Regions from separate parts of the Gossypium hirsutum genome. Here region 2 is linked to region 1. The links are chromatin contacts, called in public Hi-C maps. All regions are on one chromosome and are shown on one strand. The core of a region is the stretch at or near the end of the contact, and the rest is flanking DNA. Distances in the headings are between cores, read along the strand shown. Region 1 holds the start of LOC107888758 (40S ribosomal protein S20-2). Region 2 holds the start of LOC107935725 (protein EXORDIUM-like 3).

Evidence for each region. A called contact is a pair of places that touch in the nucleus more often than the background predicts.
Region 2: a Hi-C map of leaf shows a contact between it and region 1, with 2.2 times the contacts expected there. The contact joins the promoter of LOC107935725 here to the promoter of LOC107888758 in region 1. A contact is called at or near these places in 2 of 34 Hi-C or Micro-C datasets (callus and leaf).

What each region holds. Positions count from the first base shown.
Region 1 is chrA09:39,452,064-39,456,182 of Gossypium_hirsutum_v2.1, reverse strand. LOC107888758 (40S ribosomal protein S20-2) reads left to right here and starts at 2,358. Exons shown (of 4, transcript XM_016812953.2): 1 at 2,358-2,600; 2 at 3,514-3,640; 3 at 3,800-3,913. The coding sequence starts at 3,529.
Region 2 is chrA09:40,366,609-40,370,727 of Gossypium_hirsutum_v2.1, reverse strand. It overlaps LOC107935725 (protein EXORDIUM-like 3), which reads right to left and starts at 2,309. Exons shown (of 1, transcript XM_041077793.1): 1 at 1-2,309. The coding sequence starts at 1,965. The coding sequence ends at 949.

The DNA.
Region 1 (4,119 bases), core at 1,109-3,608:
CTCCTCAGGACTAGAATTTACGGTCAGCCAGTGAGCAGAAAGTATTTCAAGGTACTCCAGGAATTCAGCTACGTGCACTGCGTCGGGATCTATGAGCGACATGTGTGGCACAGGATTATTATGTATCACAATACGTCGAATCTGGCTCCTGACTGAAGGCGTGCTAATGTTTCCATCATCATTCACGTCTTCATCGTCAATATCATCGGGGACCTCGTCTACATTGGGATAACCATCGCTATCGACCTCTTGATCACAAGGATCACTACTATCATATCCATCATCACCAACCACATAAATATCGGATGTAACATTAAGATTGATATCAATCCCGCGTATAGTCGATTCACTACCAACGTGCGATATTGGAGCCACCATGCATGGTTCTTTAGCTCCATGTTCTTCACCATAGGCAGTGAAATTTTCATTTTGCTCCAAACTGGCTAACTCAGCAAATAAGTGAATCGGTGCATTTTTGTCACTCTGATTCCTACAGTAAAGAGCGATCATTGTCTCTACATCTTCGTCGTCTGCAAGTTCCATTTTAGTGAATTTGATAGGGTTTGTCCAAACTGGAAACTTGTAAAAAAGTTTCGAGATCCTTCTCCCACAACGTCTAACAATTTTTGTGTTAATCCTTCCCTTCATATCATCTAATGAGACATTTCTATTAAATCTCATTGCTATTTGTTGCCAACATTCAAATATACATCCAACGGTTGTTATCAAAATGACTCCATCGAAATAAACGCATACAAAAAACTGATTATCCATCTTCATTACTCAATCTGTTAAAAAATTAATAAAAAAATCTCAAAACAATTTCGAACAACATAAAAATACTTACATAAAAAATTTAATGAATGATAATAGTCAATTTCTAACAATATCAAATTTATTGCCATTTCTAACAATATCAAATATATTAAAAAATTTTACAAGATAACATTCTCAATAATCTAAACACAAAACTTAGTAACAAATCACAATAAACAAAAAAACTTTAAAACAAAACATAAAAATAACACTAAACAAACTATATAATACTAACAATTTTTTTTCTTATCATAATCTATTATATTTGAAAATAACAATAAAAAAAATTACATTTCTTTTCTTTCTTCTCTTTTCTTTCTTTCTTCTCTTCTCCCTCTCTTGTTCTGCTAAATTTTTTTTCCAAACTGATACGAGCCGGATAGGGGAGTGGGGGAATATACTGGGTGTGCCGCCTATCAGATAGGCACAACTAGTGCTGCCTATCTGATAGGCACAACTGGTGCTGCCTATCTGATAGGCACAACTGGTGCCGCCTATCTGACACTCTCCACTACTAAAATATATTTTTTTTACTGTAAAGTGTCAGAAAATGAGGGTCGTGCCGCGTATGCACCGTCCTCCACCCATTCAAATATACCTTTTCAGTACTTAATTTTAGCATCAACCCATTTTCATATTTTTTTATATTATTCCAGTAAAAAACCATTAATTTTTTTTAAGATTTCGAGATGAAAGGATGAATTTATTTATTTTACATGTTTAATACTCATTTTTTATAGTTTTCTTATTAGTGATCCATTTATCATTGTTTTCTCTATTTATTTATTAGAATATTAAATCATATTATTTCTTTTTCTTTAATTCTATTTATGTTCATATTGGTGAAATTTGCTTTAATATGATTTTTAATATATTATTTTGTTTATCACATTTTAATTACCTATATAAATTATATATTTTCAACTCCTATATAGAATAAGGGTAGATTGGACATTTTATTTAGAAATTGTTTTTACAATATTCCTAAAATTCTAAGTTTACTTTTCAAATTTTTCGGTAAAATTTTACTTTTTATTTAAAATTTAAAATTTATTTCGTGTTTTCAAATTAAACTCAAATAATTCATGTTAAGCTAAAAGTAAAGAAAAATCTTTTAAATTAATTAATTTTATATTTTATACTAAATAAAACTCATAATTTTTGTCATCACTTCTTTACCCAAATGAAGAACAAACAATTAATTTAATTAATTACAAGTATTTTTGCTTTGGTTTTAGTTTAGGAATATTCAAGATTATATAACCAAAAGAACTTTTAATTTCGTAAACAATTATTAAAATTAGTTATTTAAGTTATTTTCGTTAAGGATAATATGGAAATATAAAATAAAATTTTAAATTTTAAAAGAGATTAAATTAATTAATTTCAATATTATAGTAATAAATTAATTGGCATTATCAATAAATAAATAAGTATAATTTAATAATTTTGTGTATCATTTTAGCATCTACCACCTTTTTACTTTAATTCTTAATTTTTTTTAATGCTTAAAACGTCCTAGGTGACAAAATTACAAGGAAGACCCTAAAAGTTGGGTTACCAACAAAGAATTTACCCACTAAATATTGCAGCCCGACCCCGTAAATCTATTTGGTCGAGCCTTCTTTCTAAAAACCCTAACCCTAATAATAAAAGCCTCTGCCCCTACCGATCCCCTTGCATATCTTCTAAAAATACATTTACTCCGTTGGCTTTTGAGGAAAGAGGCAACCAAAGGCTGTTGCTTAACACTTAACTTCTTTCACTTCATCCACTTCTTCCAGGTTTCCTTTTCTCTTTCCCTTTTATTTTCCTTGGTATTTTTATTTGATGTGTAAAATAGCTTGCTTTGGAATTGGGGTCAGATTAATGAGCAAAATAAGAAAGAACAGTGCTTTAGGTTTTCTGTATTCTGGGTTTTATAGCTCTAGTTCACCGGAATGATCTTCAATCAAACAAGTAAAAACCCACAATTTTTGGGTTATAACCTTTTCCAGTTTTCGCAACATTTCCGTTACTGTTTTAAAATGGAAATCATTGGATTGATCATCTTCAAAGAACCATTTTAGGCAACCATCCTTGACAATCCCCACCATCGAATTTGTGACACTGGGCCTTGGAGTATTTAGTCTGAATCCTAGAACCTACCAACATTTCTGGTAGCAACCGCAGTCCTGGATTTATAACTTTATTGTTGTGGCAACTCACAATACAATTTTCAGCTTTGACTCAAATTCTGCCATTCCTCTGATTGAGCCTTTCATCATCTGCATCTTTTAAACATATTTCTCATTTCAACCTCTGAACTTTTCTCCCATTTGCATTTCAGATTGCAGCTCCATTTTCAACTGCTCCTAGTTTTTCCAACCTTGGTGACAATCCTATCAGCATCCTTTTTTCAATTAACCCATTTCCTTTTGAGTTCTAGTCAGACTGTTATCTCTTATGACATGTTTCAACTCAGAAATCGGTAAAGAAGAATGAGGACAAAGCAGAAAGAAAATAAGGGAGAACTGAAACTGAAAATAGAATTTTGTGAGAAAATTGATGTGCATTTAATTGCCATCACCCCTTGCGATATCATTTATATATTGATATTTCTAGCTAAAAGCTGACTGAGTCTTAAGATTTTTAATTTTGTGAATTGCTTTTGGATGATAACTTTTTTATTTATTAGAAATTGATTGTACTGAACAGAACACAAAAGCAACTATGGCCTACGCTGCAATGAAGCCGACCAAGCCTGGTTTGGAGGAGCCCCAAGAACAGATACACAAGATCAGAATCACTCTCTCCTCCAAGAATGTGAAAAACCTTGAGAAAGGTACCGATTTATCTTATACCTCTATAATCTTGTTACTATCAAATTTTCCTCTTCTTAGCTAAATTTCATATAGTGATGAGTACTTTCTGGGGGTCTGATATGGATTAAATGGATAGACTAAGCATTGGTTAGTCTAATGTCTATATGTCTAATTGATAGTTTGTGCTGATCTGGTTCGTGGTGCCAAGGATAAGAGACTGAGAGTTAAGGGACCTGTGAGGATGCCTACCAAGGTTCTTCACATTACAACAAGGAAGTCTCCATGTGGTGAAGGTATTTACTCCCCTTGAGTCCAACGGACTCTTATTGTATTGTGTAGCTTACATTATTACCCAATTATTTATGTTTGAAACTATTTTGACTCTACCTCGAAAGCATGTTTCAGAAACCTATTGTATGGAGAATACTCTAGTTCCCTGTTCGTCAGAAATGATTTTAGAAATGGTATCTTGTTGTGATGGAGCATATAATACTGCTGA
Region 2 (4,119 bases), core at 1,060-3,559, 910 kb before region 1:
ACTCCTAAAACAGAAAATGAGAACGCCCATTTTATTGTTAAAGAAGCGATAAGAAGAGGGGAAGGACATTACCTGCTGGGGCTGCATCCACAGAGTTTCCATCAGGCGAGAGAGCGACGGAGGCAAGAAGAACAAGAGGAAGGAGTTTCAAGACTGCCCGATGCTTGAAAAAGATATGCTAAGGGAAGAAGAAGGGTAACCGTTGGGACTGCATCTAAGGGTCACTACTCAGAAAAGGGAAAGCTGGAGATTAAAGGAGACAAATGAAAAAGATTCAAGAAGATGTTAAAAGATATTGATAGCAGATATTAAAAGATCACGTTGGAAACTGCTATCATTAAGGCTGGATGATGGATTTGAAAAGATAGAGGCTAGTGATATCTAGCTGTTTTGATTGACTGGACTGACGATCGGTTTTTCTTAAGTTATTCTATTTTAATTTTTTAAATTTTGAATTATTTGGGTTAAGAATAATCGGGCCTGGACTTATTTTTTTACTGTTTTTTTTAATTTGGTTTCTTCCTTTCGATTGTAAGCCCAATTAGACTAAAACTCATTGTGTATTTTAATTATTTATCCATTTATGAAAGTCTAGTTGATTTTCAAAAAAAAAAATTAATAATATAAATTATATGTTATTTTAATTCTAATAATTTGATTAAATAAACATTATATTTTATATTTGTTTTAACAAAAAAACATATTTTAAACTAAATTAAGCGAAATATTTTGAATCAATTAACTTTTTTTTTAAATTTAATTCAATTAACAATTAAAATATTGAAAATTCGTTTAATTTCAACCCCTGTTATCACCACCATCCAAATCTTTCAAATCCTCATATAAGGAATAATATATAAATTATAAATATTACAAAAGTCCATATTTAATAAACCTCAAAATGCCAAAATAAAGAAACCCTAAAATATTTTAATTTCAAAATAAAAATTACTGATCAAGTGCATTAGGCCCAGTACAGTAATTGAGGATATGATTCCAAACCCACTGAACCAAGTACCTCCGTCTGATCCCGTTCATGTTAAACGTGGCACCATCTTTATCGTTAAATAGTTGTCCCGTGTAAGATCCACCACCTCCAGTTCCATAAATACCCTCACATAAATCCGCTATTTCCACCGGTGCCACTGGGTCTTGGCCGGCATACCAAGCGTTCACCAACGGGTTAGTTGCCAGTTCAGCAATTTCGTGTCCGATCACGCTTATCATCCCGTCCACTCCTACGTCACCGTTGGGTGACTTTAACGGCTTGAACCCCGTCATGTATTTCGGCACAGCGAAGGGATAAGCGCATACCCCCGGGCAAAGCTTCGCCGAGTTCCCCACCCATGCGTATGGGAGCGTGTAACCCACGATGGATGGGAATGTGAAATAATGGAACCCACATACTTGGCCGCAAAAATCCTGGACGTACACGTCATCGGATGTGAGCAAGAGGAAAAGCCCGCTACTGGGGTTTATCGGCAACGGCTTTGTACTCGCTGTCACCGCGCTTTTTATCACCGACTGTATCGACAAGCGCGTCAGTTTTTTCCCGTGCGAGTAAAATCGGTCGTTCTTCTCTTCCCCTAAATGCACAGTATGGGAGATGTTGGCGCCCGTTTGGTCCGTATAAAGTTGTACGGTCTTCCACCAGCCGGCAACAGAAGGGTGCTTGGCATCAACGGCGGAGATTGAGTTGATGAACTCACGGATGATCTTCTTCTGAGATTTTTTCCATCGGCCGTACCAAACTATGTGTACGGTGATGTTGGCGGTGAGAACTGGTCCCATATGGTATCTCATTTGGACGAACTCTGATGAGCCCTCGAATTTCTTGGAGCTTCCCAACGTTAAATCGGAGCTGTTGGGTTTTAAGTGAGGCCATGGACGGTACCCAATGACTGGAGTTACCATCAGCAGTACAGACACTGCGATGAGGCTAGGAAGCACCGGAAATTGGTGCATTTTAGCAGGTGGGGTTGAAGAGAAGAAAAGGGAAATGGAAGGCTATAGTAGCAAGTGAGAGTGGTGGAAGATTAAGAGTAGATATAGAGAGTGAGAAATTTAATTTGAAAACGAAAAAGAAATTAAAAAAATAAAAGGAGGAAAAGGTGAAAAAAATGGAGAAATTTTACAGGGCATTGATTTGCGGGTAGTGGAGGACAGACAGATTCTTTTAAAGCGAGGATGGAAGAGTAAAGAGGGGAAGAAGAGGTGGGGTTGAGAGTGGGGGCATTATTATGATCACCATCATGATGGTCGTTGCTGTGTGATTTCATGTGATCGATCTGATCTGATAGGGCGGGAAAAATATGGCGGATAAGGAGGATGGTTGGGGGGATTCAGAAAATGTGTATTGAGACATAATTTTTTTTTGGTAAATTTAAATTATTAATTTTGATTTTAATAATAAAATACTCACTAGACTTTTTGAAAAAAAACTTAATCTTATTAACCAGTTTTCATTACAAACATAATGAAAATTTGATATGTTATTTTACTGTGTAAATGACCTCATTTTAAAACCCTAGTTGGATTGGGTAATAGATGAAAAAGAGAAAAATTCTAAAGTGATTCAACAGCAACATGATGTTACGGATCGCGGTGGGGCAAGCTTCACAAAGAATAGTTCTGATAATGAGAACGGTCGAGAGCTTTTCTTCGTTGTATTTAACCAAATGCATCATCTTATTACTGGATGAGAAGAGATTAGAAAATAAAGAAAGAGACAAAAGTTCAATCAGAGTTTTGGCAATCGTCGATCTGCAACTAAATGTTTTAAAGCAAGCATCAACGATCTTCCCAGATTCCTCATCAAAGTTGATTTGAAGCTTCATAACATCATATCAAGCAGGAGCTTTGACTAAACTAGGGTCGATGTTCGGATCATTCTTATCGAAGGAACTGACATTATAAGGATTGTTGTAGTGGTTGGCATCCATTTCAATGCCAACCTCAACATTTTCGCCATCAATTTTCAATGCCAAAGAAAGAACTTTTCCAAGTTCTATTAGGGTTTGTGTTTTGCTTTCTTTATCATTGGCAAAATTTTTTTCTCATTTTGGGCTGTAATTTTGGATAAATTTTGGGTAAACTCCATGTTATTCTGCCACATCAGCTAATTTTAACTGGGTTTCCACGCATCAACTAGTTAACGTGTCACGGACTTAGAGTTTTCCCACGCGATCCATGCGGCCTTAGGCAGTTTCTCTGCTTAAAACGCCTAAGTCAGCCTAACTTGTAACAAAAAAAAGATTCAGCAGCAAAAACGCCCAAGTCAACTTCACTCGCAATAATAAAGGATTCAATAGAATTCCCTTAAGATTTTCACGAAGAACAACAGAAGAACGAAGTAAGAACGAGCCTTGAAAGATGAACAAAAGCAGGAACACTTGAGAGAAAAGTTTGAGTGAATACTCTCAAAATTCTTATTAATAACTCAATGAATATACAATGAGCAAAGAGGTCTCTATTTATAGTTGAGCCTCACAGTATATCAATAGCTATAATTAAAAGCTGAATACAATTAGAACTCTAAGCTTACATAACCAGCTATATACAAATAGAACTTTAAGATTCCATAATTATATCTTCTAGAACACTTCCCATTTCTATCAGCCTCTTGAGATGGGCTTTTAATCTCTCCAATCACCGGGCCAGTTTGGTTGGGCCAGTTTGGTTGGGCTAAATGACCTCCCTCGAACACGATGGATCGCACCAGTTTGTCATGGTTGCGAGCACCAACGCGCAACCCATGACATTCTCCCCCACTTGTTCTAGCGACGCCCTCGTCGCATCCTCCTTATGGAACTGGTCAATCTTCCCTTGGAACTGCCACAATGCCTCAGCAGGTTCCCAACTTGCTTCGCTATCAGGAAGTCCCTTCCATCGAACTAAGTACTCATGCTGTGGTCGGTGGTACTTTCGTCTAATTACCCGATCTGCCTCAATGTTTTCTACTTCACGATCATATGAGACTTTTACCCCCATCGGTGCTCGTTCGGACTTGCCTCGATTTGGATCTTCTTGATCCTCATAAAACGGCTTAAGCATGCTTACATGGAAGACTGGGTGTACTTTAAGTTTTGGTGGCAACTCCAGCTTGTAGGCCACCTTGCC